Regions from separate parts of the Sus scrofa genome. Here region 2 is linked to region 1. A link is a contact called in public Hi-C data. All regions are on one chromosome and are shown on one strand. The core of a region is the stretch at or near the end of the contact, and the rest is flanking DNA. Distances in the headings are between cores, read along the strand shown. Region 1 holds the start of EPS8L2 (epidermal growth factor receptor kinase substrate 8-like protein 2). Region 2 holds the start of CEND1 (cell cycle exit and neuronal differentiation 1).

Region 1 (5,782 bases), core at 247-2,746:
CCTGTGGCCTGGAGGCGAGGTGGGGGCGCCCTCCTGCTTACCCTCGCTGGGCATTCGGCAGAGCTCCGCACCCTGCCTGCCGCCAACGGGCACCACGGTGAGTGGGGGGAGGCTGGGGTGGGTGCACCTGCTGTCTTTGGGGCCCCCTCCCCCGCAGACCTGGGCGGCAAGATGCCTGTTGCCCTCGGGGTTCGTAACCTGCCTCAGGATCCGGACCAGGCCCTTGCCACCGTCTAAGCCCCACACTCAGGGCGGCCGCCAAGCAGCCTGGGCCTCCAGGCCCCCAGCCGCATCCTCGAGGGGGTCAGTTCTCCTGCTCTGGCAACCATCACGTTGATTCCGTGCGCCTTCCCACCTTTCGCCCGTCCAGGCTCAGTCTCCAGGGAGGGCAAGGGCGGGCCGTGCGCCTACCCTCCCGGTTGTCAGGGAGCGAACCAGGAAGCCAGGCCTGGCTGGGGGAGGGCTGGGCCCAAGGACAAAGGCTGCTTCCTGCCCCCCTGTACAAGCTCCCCTGTGACACCCCAGACAGCAGCGGTGGGAAGACCTGCCCCCGGAGTCCCAGTGACGTGGGAAGGGGCAGGGCCTCCAACCTTCTAAGACAGAGAGAGCCTCCAGGGGCTACCAGGAAGGGCCGGCAACCAGCGCCAGGCGACCAGCAGCTGCCCCGTGCTTCCTGGAGGGACCCTGCTTCCCGGCACAGCCTTTTCTGCCCCCGCCCACCCCCAAAACAATGGCCTGAGCCTTGGAGTCCCTGGGGCTGCCCACCACCGCCCAGCCTGCCCTCTGCCCCTTCTCTTCCTCTTCACCCAGTTTGATTGTCAGGGCCCTCGTGGGGGTCAGTTCAGGAGGAAGCTTAGGACTGGGGGCAGAGCTCAGGGCTTGGCCTAAGGAGAAGTTGCTGCCCAGAGCGCCTTCTGGCTGCCTCTCGCCACAGGTAGGCGGAGGCCACAGGTGTCCCCCCCACCCCCATGGGAAACACCAGCCCTTGGAAGGTGCCCACGCTGGGCTGGGGCAACACAAAGAAAGAGACTTCGGGGGCTCCTGGGTGGAGCAGAGTGCGCGCCCCTGGGCCCTCCTGGCGAGCTCAACGAGGGCTGCAGGGTCTCTGGCCCTGCCTTTGATTCTCACTTGACTGAAGCCTGGCCCTAGCGCTGCCTCCAGACCAGAGAGGCCCCAGCTGGAGAGGATGGGCTCTGCCCCAGGTCCTGGGGCACCTGAGCCTGGGCCACACCTGGCAGGGGCAGGTCTGACCTCCGCAGGGTCCACACCACCCCTCGGGGCGCACAGCTCGCCTGCCACCGAAGGATCTCAGCGCCCGGTGCGCCGTGGGCCTGGGCACCCCTTCGAGCTGCGAGGGACGGGCTCCCCGGCCCGCCCACGCGTCCAAGGCGCCCGGCTCCAGGTTTGGGGTCTGCGCAGGTGGCTGTGGGGACCGTCCGGGCGAGCCCGGGTGAGGGCGGGGCAGCCACGTCCCGCCCCCGCCCCTGCCCAGTGCCCGCCGGCGCGCGGTGACTCTAACCTGCCGCTCAGGTTCCTCCCTGCGCCCCGCCCCGGCTCCTCCGCGCGGCCCTCCCGCCTCCCGAGCTCGGCCCCGACAGACCGGCGGACGGAGCGCGGAGGAGGGGACCAGCGGGCGGCCAGGCGCAGGGCCACGAGGAGCAGGTGAGCGCCCCTCGGTGTCCCAGACCCAGCGCGGCCCGACCCCGCCTGGCGCCCGCGCGCGCGCGAGAGAGAGAGAGAGCTGGAGCGACAGGGGAGCCGAGGGCACGGACGGTGGGCCGCTCCCGCCTCAGTTTCCCCAGGTGGCAGTGCGACGCGGGGCTGTGGCCTGGGTCTGTAGGCCAGGCCGGGGCGCAAGGATTGCGCCGGGCCCGTTGGACTGCCCTGGACTGGTGGCCTGGAGCCGGGTCCCTGCGGCCTGGCCTGCCCCGGCCGGTCCTGGGGCGGCGCCGTGCGCTGGGGATGTTTGTACGCCAGTGGCATCTGAGTCAGTCAGGTCTTCCCAGCCCTGGGGCTCGGTGGGGGAACCCCCTCCTCTCCTTTGGGGGAGGCCGCGATGAGAGGGTCCTGCTCCTGCCCTTCAAAGACTCCAGCCCCACACCTTGCAGTGGCAGCCTGGGGGCTCCTTTGGGGCCAGACCCTTAAGGGGCGCCAGCCTGCTTCCTGGGTCTCAGAGCCAGGAGGAAATGCAGGGCCAGGAAAGCCTCAGGCTGGGGTCAGGCTCTCGGTCAAGGTTGGGGTGTGGGAGTTTCAGGGAGGAGGCAGGTGGGGGCTGAGCTGCAGGGGCCTGTGTGCCTCCAACCTGGGCAGGGCTGGGCTGGCCTCGGGCAGCCCCTGGGCATGAGGTGGCCCTGGTGGCAGGGGAAGTGAGTAAGCAGGGCTCCTGGTGCTCCTCCAGTGCGCCACGGACCACCTCTGCCCCCACCCCAGATGTAGTGGGCGCCAGCTGTGCTGGGAGGCCCGGCCCAACTGGTGCCGCCTCTGCTCGCCGTTCTGCCCCTCCCCCCCCAGGCCCTGCCCGCCTGGGCCTCTCCTGGCCCTTGCCTGGTGCAGCCCCAGCTCAGCGCTCCGCCCAGCTCTCTGCCTGCCTCGGTCTCCCAAGTGCACGCTCGGGGCCCGCCTGCTCCCCACCCACAGCTTCCCAGACCTGGGCACAGCCGGAGCCTGAAGGGCTCCCCCTATTCCCGGGCCCCACCTGGCTCCCCTGGGCCTGAAGCTGACTCCTCCCCAAGGGCACTCAGCTGTGAGCTGGAATTTGAACTTGGAGCTGGTCCCTCCGCCCTCCCTGCCCCACTAGGGCCTCCTCCCCCTCCGATGGCTGACCAGGCACCATGCTCGCCCCTCCCTCGGCACCCGGAAAATGGCCACAGCAAAACAGAGCGCGGCTGGGCTCTGGGGCCTGTTTCATTCCCTCCCTGGTCAGCTGAAGAAGCCCCTCTGCTCCCCGCTGGAGCAGCTGGAGCGGCCCCGCCCCAGCTGCTCCCCAACCAGGTGCCCAGCCTGGACCCACCTCCCTGGCTGGCCCCGAGGCACCCCACCCACCCCACAGAGCTGAAGGCCTCAGCCCCCCCCAAAGGGAGGCCCGAGTGTGACAACCTAGTGACCGTGTGCTCACAGGCCTGGGTTTCACCTGGGTGTGTGCGTGTGTGTGTCCGGACACACGTGCCCAGCACCCTTGGCTCAGCTGCCAGGAATCCCATTAAGCAAACCCACAGGCTCGCCTGCTGAGGTCAGGAGCATTCCGGACATTCTCCACGGGCAGGTGGACAGAGGAATCCGGCCAAGCCCAGGACCCTCCGTGGCATGTGGGAGGGGGTGGCCTGAAGCCCCTCGGACCCTCGCACCTCCTGGGAGACTTTTCTGCAGGTTATACCTGGTCAAACGAGAAAGTCCTGGGCACTCCCTGCCCTGGATACCAGCACCCCTGGCTTTAACCCTCTCCTGAACCTGGCAGACCCCTGAAGGCTGAAGCTGCAGGTGGATGGCCTCCCGGTGACATTTGATGGCGGAACTGTGTGGGCCCAGAAGTCCCTGCAGAGCACAAAACCCTGCAGGACGTGTCAGCCTGGCCCAGGGGTGCCAGGCTCTGCTCCCTCTGGATGTCACCCTGGGCTCTGGCTCCCCAGGCCCCCTTGCCCCACCCTAGAGTCCCTCGCTGCCTTTCTCCAGGTCTGGCTCCCACTCGCCTCAGGGTCTTTGCTCTGCTTAGAAGGTGCTTCCTCCCCTTGACCCCCCTTGAGAGCCTCCTGAACACTCTCCTCGCAAGCCCACCCCAGACGGGCCTCTGGGGGTGGGACCCTCTGATGGCACGCCCTGGGGGCCCTTGTGGAGGACGCGGGGTCTGGGGAGGGAGAGGGTTCATGACCACCACCTGGGACACGGAGCAGAGATGGTCCTGGTGTGTCCTGGGGACTCTGGCCAGGCAACCAGGGCGCCAGCCCCTGGCTCTGGGGTTGGGGGAGGAGGCGCCCCAGGCCCCATGCTGCGAGTAGCAAGGCGCTGGCCAGGCCCCGATGAGGTGTCAGCTCGGCTCCCCTGTCCACTCAGGTGCGGGCCAGGCACTAAGCCCTGGACTCGGGCCACGCTGAGCTCTGCCCTTTCACCGCCAGCCACCGTCGAGGACACCATGAGCCAAGCTGGGTCTGTGAGCTGTTGTCCGGGTGCTGCCAAGTGAGCCCCTACCCGTCCCACCCCACCCCGCTGCTCTTCCCCACCAACCCCACCCCCAGTCCCCAGGGAGGGTGCCCAGGAGCCCCGCCTCACCAGCCCCTCCCCACAGTGGCAGCCTGGGCCGGTCTGACGGTGTGGCCAAGATGAGTGCCAAGGACCTGTTTGGTGAGTGAGGTTCAGGAGGCCAAGGGGACAGCCCAGCTGGAAGGGTCTCATCGAACCCCCTCCCCAAGGCAGGGGACATGCAGGTCAGCCCTGCACCCCCAGAGAAGGCTCTGGGCCCCATAGCAGGGGCTCAGGTCCCTCCTCGCAGGGCCCGTAAGGGGAGAGGCCTCACTAATAATTCAGGGGGCATCAATATTGATTCTGCGCTCCTCTCTGCAACCTGACCCGCGGGGGGCGGGGCTTCCGCGGGCCGGAGGGGCGGGGCGGGGGGGCTCCAGGAGGGCGGGGCCGGGCTGGCCCCCACCTGCCCCAGCTCTGCCCCTCCCCCAGCCACAAGGACTCCCCTGTGCTTTTGGGCACAAGCAGAGGCAGGGAGATGTTAGCTGGCAACTCTCGGGTGGGGGAGGCCCTGGGCCAGACCCCTCCCCAGGAAGGAGGGCAGGGGGCCTCCATGGGAGGAGGCCTTGCTGCCCTGAGCTGGCAGTCCCTCCTGGGGAGGGCGGGAGCTCCGTGTTCTGCCGGGAGGGGCCGTCACCCCCATTTTATGCCCGAGCCCTTCCAGGGGGCCATGAGGGGCCCCCAGAGCCCTCGCTGCGCTGCGGCCTTCCCCGAGCCCCGCGCTCTGGGGGAGTGACCGGAGTCTCCTCGTGCAGCGCAGAGGAAGAAGTACTCCAACTCCAATGTCATCATGCACGAGACCTCCCAGTACCACGTCCAGGTGAGCCCGGGCCCTGCGCCACACCACTGCCTCCGTGCTCCAGGGCCCCGGCAGAGGCAGGGGGGATGTGGCCCCACAGCAGGGGGCCAGAGCCAGGCACTGCCGCATGCCTGCGGCGGCTCATGCGCAGTGGGGAGCGCGGCCGGAGGGGCTCCGGGGGATACGATGCAAGAGGACCGGCCAGGACAGCTCTGAGCACCTTCCAGCAGCCGTCACACGGCCGACCCAGAGGGAAGGAAATTGCCATCCTGGCCCCAGATGGGGAGCTAGATGAGGCAGGAGGAGGCGGAACAGAGGCGCCCTTTCTTGAGCGTCTGCAGGCAAGACCTCGACGGCTCATTCCGACCACGCCGGGAGAGCCAGGCCTTAGCTGTGCCCTTTACACAAGCTGCCTGCTCAGGAGGGTTTTCTTCTAGGTCAGTTTTAATCCACACTTATTACTCAGGAAATGCTTTTTTAAATGACCTTCCTGCTCCTGGAAGCTGGCCGAGGTCCTGGTTCCTGGCCATTGGCCAAGCCCGCAGGGCAGCAGGACTGGGAATAGCCGATGACAGAGGAAGATGGGAGGCCCCCGGACCAGGCAGTGGGGGGGCTGGACCAGGAAACAGGGGACCTAAGACTGGGAAGATGGGGGGCCCCCCCGGACCAGGCAGTGGGGGGGCTGGACCAGGATGATGAGAGGGACCGGCCCGGGAGGGTGAGCGCTTTCCTCCCCGTGGGCCCTTTCAT
Region 2 (6,289 bases), core at 991-3,490, 55 kb after region 1:
GAGTGAGACAGCCATCCCTTTAATGTCCCCGTGCGGGCTGGGAACAGGTCAGAACCCGTCCCAGACCCTTGCCCAGCCCTGAGGGCTCCCACCCTGGGGGCTCGTCAGAACGCTGCTGCGAGGGAGCCCACAGGCCCACGCTCGAGCCTCTTGGAACAGCCTGGCACTTGTGTCCACTCCTTCCTGGTCCAGACTGAGCCTCTGCCCGTGCTGCTCAGTAACCTCCGAGCCGGGGTTCCTTCTGCCCCGAGGTTCGGAGGGGGAGGTACCGGGACCGACCCAGGGGCTTGATCTCCAGGGCTCTGGGGGCCTGTCCCTCGCTTTCCCTCTGTGTGTGTGGGTGTGTACGAGTATAGATACTACGCGTGTGTAGCTAGCTGGGTGTGAACTTGGCATGCACAAGGTTCCCGAGGTCTGTACACGAAGCAGCTGCTGCGCCCTACCTGGGCGCCAGCCATCATTTTTTTCGGGCCAGGAAAACCACACCGAGAATCAGGGCTGCAGCCGCCATGGCTATGCCCCCGGCCACAAGCAAGGGGTTCAAGTTCTCAAAAGGGCAGGGACCTCGGCCCCCTGGGCCCCCGCTGGGGGCCTCGGCCTCCTCAGCCCCATCCCCAGGGCCCTTGGGCTCGGGGGCTGCATCTGGGCTACTGGGGGCTGCGGGCGCCGGCTTCAGGTTGCTGTGGTTGTCGAGAAGGGCCGAGGTCTTCTTGGCAGGTGGCAGGGTGGGGGCCGCCGGGGGCTCCTGCTTCTCTGCCTTTTGGGCCTCCTGCTTCTTGGCTGAGGGCACTTTCCCATCCACAGCCGGGGGCGCCCTGGCCTCAGTGGTAGCCTTGGCGTCGGCCTTGGGGCTGTTGGCCGACCTCCCTCTGGACTCCATGGCGGGCACGCTGGCGGCGGCGGCGAGGCGTGTGCGGGACGGGCAGGCGTCTGGATCAGGACCGCTCAGGACAGCGAGGCCCTGGGCATTCTATGGCCTGGAGGGAGATGCGATGAGGCTTAAGTGGAGACCTGGCCCCTCCTGTCCAGCCCCCCGCCCCTGGCCCTGCAGAGACTCTACTTCTCTCTCTGGACCCGCCTCTTCCTCCGTCTGGACCACCGCCTGAGAAGCCCCTCCAAGCACACAGGCAGGGGCTCTGGGCCTGCCTTGGGCCAGGGGGCAGATGCGACCGCAGGAAGCCTCATTTCCCTCATCTATGAAGTGGTCTTGCCCACATGTGGCTGCGTCCACCACACTGGCCCTGGGCGGGGAGGTCCTGATGGGGGGGAGAGCCCATGAGCCCCGAGACGCGCTTGCGGGCAGGGGAGCCAGGGGAGAGGTGACGTCTCAGGAGGGAGCTGGGTCCCAGGGGGGCAGGGCAGCGTGGGCACCCAGAGTTCTGGGCTTGCAGGCCCTGGTGGTATAGGAATGGGTCCAAGGCTGCCAGGCCCCGGCTGTGACAAAGCCAAGGCGTCTGCCCAGGAGGCTGGGAAAGCCCAGGTGCAGCAGCAGCAGGCCTGTGCCTCCTGCCCCCCAGCCTGGCCTCGCCCTGCCACGTAAGAGCAGGAGTCCTTCTGGAGCTGAGGCTGTGCCTGCCTCTGGGGGCAGCAGGGACCCCCTGGTGTGAGCCCAGGCTGGGTATGCCTGTCAGCCTCAGCAGCCCTGAAACCGGGCCCAGATCCTCGGGCGGGGCGGGGGGCGGGGGGCGGCAGGAGGACCCGTGCCCTGGTCTTCCTTCCCCGGAGGCCTGGCCCCCAGCTGTGTCTGCTGCTCCCCAGGGAGGTAGAGACGCTTCCACCGCCACCCGCAGGGAGAAGGAGCCTGTGTGGGAGGCGGCAGCCCGGCTTTCCCAACTAAGACAAGGACACTACGGCAATGAAGGTCACCTGAAGGTCACAGCGTGATGAGGGGGGTCCCAGTGAGACGCTTGGCTGCTATTCCGCTTCCCAGAGGACCCCAGCTGCCCTCACCCTGCTGTTCTGGAAGGGCACCCAGCTGCTGAGCAGCAAGTTTGCAAAGGTCAGGTGTGCCCTCCACCTCCCTCACCTTTGTTATTTGGGGCTCATACTGACGTCACGCGGCTGCCCCTCCCCCTCCAGACCTTCGTGCCCCAGAGGGCAAGGGCCTAAAGCGCCGCCCCCCACCCCCGTGACCTTCATAGCAGAGAAGGACCGCTTCGTCCTGCAGGGGCCCAGTGCCCCCATCCCGCCCCAGACCCTGAGCCGGGATTCCCCACCGCCTTACGCTGCTGCTCCCGGCGCTCCCACCTCGGCGCAGCGCCCTCTCTGCCTCTCTGCGGGACCACGGAGGGCGGCGGACAGGGGCTGCGGATGTTAAGGACTAGGAGTTTCCCACAAGGCACTGCTCCCGACGCAGACTGCGGGGCGGAGACCTCCTGAGCACTGGCTCCGCCCTCCTGCTCTTGGCCGCCACAGCGCCCCGGGCTGGCCGGGACCTCTACAGCCTCCAAACCCAGCACCACCTTTTTTTTTTTTTTTTTTTTTTTTTGTCTTTTTGCCTTTCCTAGGGCCGCTCCCGCAGCATATGGAGGTTCCCAGGCTAGGGGTCCAATCAGAGATGTAGCCACAGGCCTACACCAGAGCCACAGCAACGCTGGATCCGAGCCTACACCACAGCTCACGGCAATGCCAGATCCCCAACCCACTGAGCCGGGCCAGGGATCGAACCCGCGTCCTCACGGATGCTAGCCGGGTTCATTAACCGCCTAACCACAACCGCAACTCCTTCCAGCACCACTTTTGATCCCAAGGGCGGCTCAGGGTCAGGAAGGTGAGCAGCTGAGCCTGGCTTCCCCACACCCCCAGCCCAGATCGCGAGGGAGTCCGGAAGACTCGTTCCAGGCCCAAGGGCGGATCCGTGGGCGGCAGACGACCTGGGGCGGGGGGACACCCAGTTACTGGAAGAGGGGGCTGCCTGTCCCTTCCTCACCCCAAACAAAGTCTCAGATTAGAGGCATCTACGTAGAATATTTATTTATCTCCTTACATGACCAGACACAAAAAGTTACAACTTCTTAAAACTCTTCGAAAGAAAAAATAGAATTCTGTAAGCAGCAGCGGCAGCTTCCAAGGTACAGATGTAGCGGGAGAGCAGCTCCCAGGAACAACCGTGAACTGGGGGCCCAGGCCTGAGCCCCAGGTAGTGTCTCCAGGAAGGGGCCACTGAAGAGGGGCCCGGGTGGGGGACACAGCACCAGCACGTCAGCATCAATCACCAACACGATCACGTGGCTGGGGGCGGGGCAGGGCAGGGAGCCTGCCTCGACTCACAACATCAAGGGGGGGTGGGGGCTGGGAGGGCAGAGTTTTACTAAGTGTGGTCGGGGGCCTTGTGCAGAGGCCCAGAGAGCAGAGTGGGCCCTGGGGAGACTGAAGGGACAGCTCCTGGTGCCCCTGCGAGCAGAGCAAATGCCCTCAGGCTCCATACTGGTCCTCGTGACTGCCCTCCCCCATGCCCAGCCCTGGATTGGGGGGGGGGTGTCTGCCAAAGGTGCAGCAGGAGAGGCCGGGCTGCAGCAATGACTTCCTGGACGGGGTCAGTGGGGAGCCTAGGCTGTGTGTACACACCCACACGCACACTCTCTCTGCCTGGCCTCGTGGGAGGGCAGCAGCTCCCCAGAGCCCCCTCCCTGGTGGGCCAGGCCAGCTGAGCGTTGCCTCCAGCTGCTCCCCGCAACATTCATACACACACGCAGACCTCACATGCTCGGGGCCCCTAGCCGCGGGGGGCAGAGGGGCCCATCAGGAGGGATGCTGGGTCCCACAGTGGGGGTGGTGGACCTGTCCTGGGAGTCAGAACTCGAGGTGACCCCCAGCCTAGGATTCCTGGCTCAGTATCGGGGGGGAGGGGCGCCGCAGGAGAGCCCAAAGCTCCTGTAAGGCTGGCCGAGGCAAGAACAGCAGCAGGGGAGGCTGGACGGACAGACAGAGGAATGGACAGAGCCACTTGTGCTCGTCAAGTTAATAAATAGGTTTGTGCACGGTCCCCTCTGTGGACTAGGGGCCAAGCCTCGGGGACGGGAGCTGGTAGACTGGAGGGTAGGGTCCAGCTCGCCCAGTCCGGCCTGGAGACCCCCAGCCCAGAGACCAGCTCTGTCGCTGAGGGAGTCCAGGCTGGAGCGGAGGTGGGGCGAGGCTGGCACCCGGAATGTACGGATGTTTGCGTTTTCTACACAACTAAGACGTTGATCCCAGCGGTCGGCAGGCAGGACCCTGCCCGGCCTATGTGTGCAACACCGAGTGGACTCTGCTCCCCTTGCTCTCGCCCGCCCCACCCCCGGCCGCGTGGGGAGAGCCTCCTGCTGCATCCTGGGAGCGCCGCCTGGCTCTGGCCCCACTCTGGTCCCTCGCGGCTGGAGGGTGGAGGGCGGCCGCTGGGCTCAGGGCTGGCTGCGCTGCAGCCCCAGCAGGGTCTCGGCGATGCCCAGGAAGTAGACCACCTGAGCGATGCCGAACAGCGGGGCGATGACCAGGGCGCGGCAGTAAGCGCCCTTCAGGAAGGCCGAGGGGCCCTCGTGCCGTAAGATCTTCCTGCGGGGAGAGGGGGGGGTCAGAGCTGCAGGGCTGGGCCGCCCCCTCCCCGCCCGGCCCCCTCAGGGCCTCGCGCACCTGGCACAGTCCAGGATCCCCGAGTAGGTGTCCTCATTGGCGCCGCGCTGGAGCGACTGGAGCCGGGTCTTGACCACTGCGGGGCGGGGGGCGGGGTCAGCGTGGGGTCCTCGCCTCCGCCCCGCCCCTCAGCCCCCAGCCCCAGCCCGGGGTCCAGGCACTGACCGTCACAGGGGTTGACGGCCACGGCGGCCGCGCTTCCGGCCACACAGCCGGCCAGGAAGGACACATAGAAAGGAGACTTCTCCCCGGACGCTGGCCGGCCCAGCTGGTCCAGGTTGGCGAAGAGTGGGAAGTAGACGATGGAGAAGGGGACGTCCCTGCGGAAGGACGGCGGGGACGTGACGCAGGGCGGGGACACAGGGCAGGCGGGCCTCCCGGCCCTCCCCGCCCCCCCACCTGAGCAGCGTGGCCCCCAGGCCCTTGTAGAGGCCCGCGATTCCTCGGCTCCGCAGCAGGTCCCGGGTCAGCTGGGTGGCCGTGGGTCGAGGGGTGGCTGGCGCTTCCACCGAGGGCTGGGCAGCCCCCTGGGCCGAGAGCCGAGCATGGGCAGCCAGGATCTTTTTCTGGGCGGCTGGGGAGAAAGGGACAGCCTGCTGGCTCGCCCTCAGCACAGGCAGGGGGGGGGTGGGGTCTGGCCGCCCCGGCCCCGGCCCCCGCCCTCACCGATGCGGCCTGCGTCCTGGAGCTGGATCTTCAGCATCTCCATGGGGGTGGTCACAATCACCTGGCAGGTGCCCGCGCCGCAGCCCGCCAGCATCTCCTTCAACAACGTCAGCTTCTGCCTGGACGGGAGAAGGTGGGGCCGCCGGGGGTGAGCGGCTCTGGGGGTGCAGAACCCCCAGCCTCAGACACCCCTCCAGCTTCTCCAGCAACAGACACCGAGCCGGGCAGACAGACGGCTCACGGGCAGGGCCTGGGCAGGGCCGTGGGCCATTCTATTTTTTAATGATTTTTATTTTGTCCACTACAGTCGGTGTGGCGAGGGCCATTCTTGAGCAAAGAGAAATGGAGCTGGGGGTTCAAGGGCTCCGAGGGACTACTAGCCTTCCAGTCCCACCCTGGAGTGACCGGAGAGACTGGTCAACGTCCCTTAAACCCCAACCTACAAGGGGCAGCAGGCAGAGGTGGGGCCCGGGACCCTGGGTCCGAGCACCACTGACTTAACATCTGTTCCACTCTCGCCCCAGCAGGAGACACAGGGAGGCCAGAGGGCGGGGCTGGAGGAGGAGGCGCAGCGGCCCCCGCAAGGCCAAGGTGAGGGGCCATTGCAGGACACAGCTTCCATCCTTTGTCTGGAGGCACAGACCCCTCCCCTCTTGACCCCGGCCCCCAGCAGCCAGCCCGGCCCCTCACCCGTCCTTGGAGAGCTGATGCCGGAAGAAGTCGTTGGCTGCCAGCTTGATGGCCTTCTCGGGGGTGACGAGGGTGAGGTTCACAGCAGCTCCTGTGTCGCGCGTGAGGTCAGTGGCCGGGGATGGAGAGGCCTCTGCCAGCACCTGCCTCCCAGCTGGCAAAGCCCTACCCCAGGCGCTCCTTGGCTGCCTCCTCCTGCCCTCTCACCCACATTTGTGCCCGCCGGAGGGACGGGGGAGGGATGCGGGCAGGGCCTCCTCCTGCAGACTCTGTGCTCAGCCTCCCAATGACAGTCTGATTCCAGCGGGAGCCCCCCCAACCCCAA

Evidence for each region. Hi-C and Micro-C count contacts between places; a contact is called where the count stands out from the background.
Region 2: a contact with region 1 is called in a Hi-C map of liver, with 4 times the contacts expected there. The contact joins the promoter of CEND1 here to the promoter of EPS8L2 in region 1. A contact is called at or near these places in 3 of 5 promoter capture datasets (fetal liver, fetal skeletal muscle and liver), 8 of 47 Hi-C or Micro-C datasets (blood, fetal liver, heart right ventricle and 2 more) and 2 of 2 datasets of contacts at active chromatin or transcription factors (alveolar macrophages and skeletal muscle).

The regions. Positions count from the first base shown.
Region 1 is chr2:433,761-439,542 of Sscrofa11.1, forward strand. It overlaps EPS8L2 (epidermal growth factor receptor kinase substrate 8-like protein 2), which reads left to right and starts at 1,497. Exons shown (of 21, transcript XM_021082563.1): 1 at 1,497-1,662; 2 at 4,110-4,170; 3 at 4,280-4,335; 4 at 4,989-5,053. The coding sequence starts at 4,127.
Region 2 is chr2:488,341-494,629 of Sscrofa11.1, forward strand. It overlaps CEND1 (cell cycle exit and neuronal differentiation 1), which reads right to left and starts at 2,241. Exons shown (of 2, transcript NM_213866.1): 1 at 2,225-2,241; 2 at 1-977. The coding sequence starts at 880. The coding sequence ends at 458. SLC25A22 (mitochondrial glutamate carrier 1) reads right to left here. Exons shown (of 10, transcript XM_003122398.5): 5 at 5,965-6,055; 6 at 5,275-5,393; 7 at 5,008-5,182; 8 at 4,774-4,928; 9 at 4,609-4,684; 10 at 2,948-4,530. The coding sequence ends at 4,380.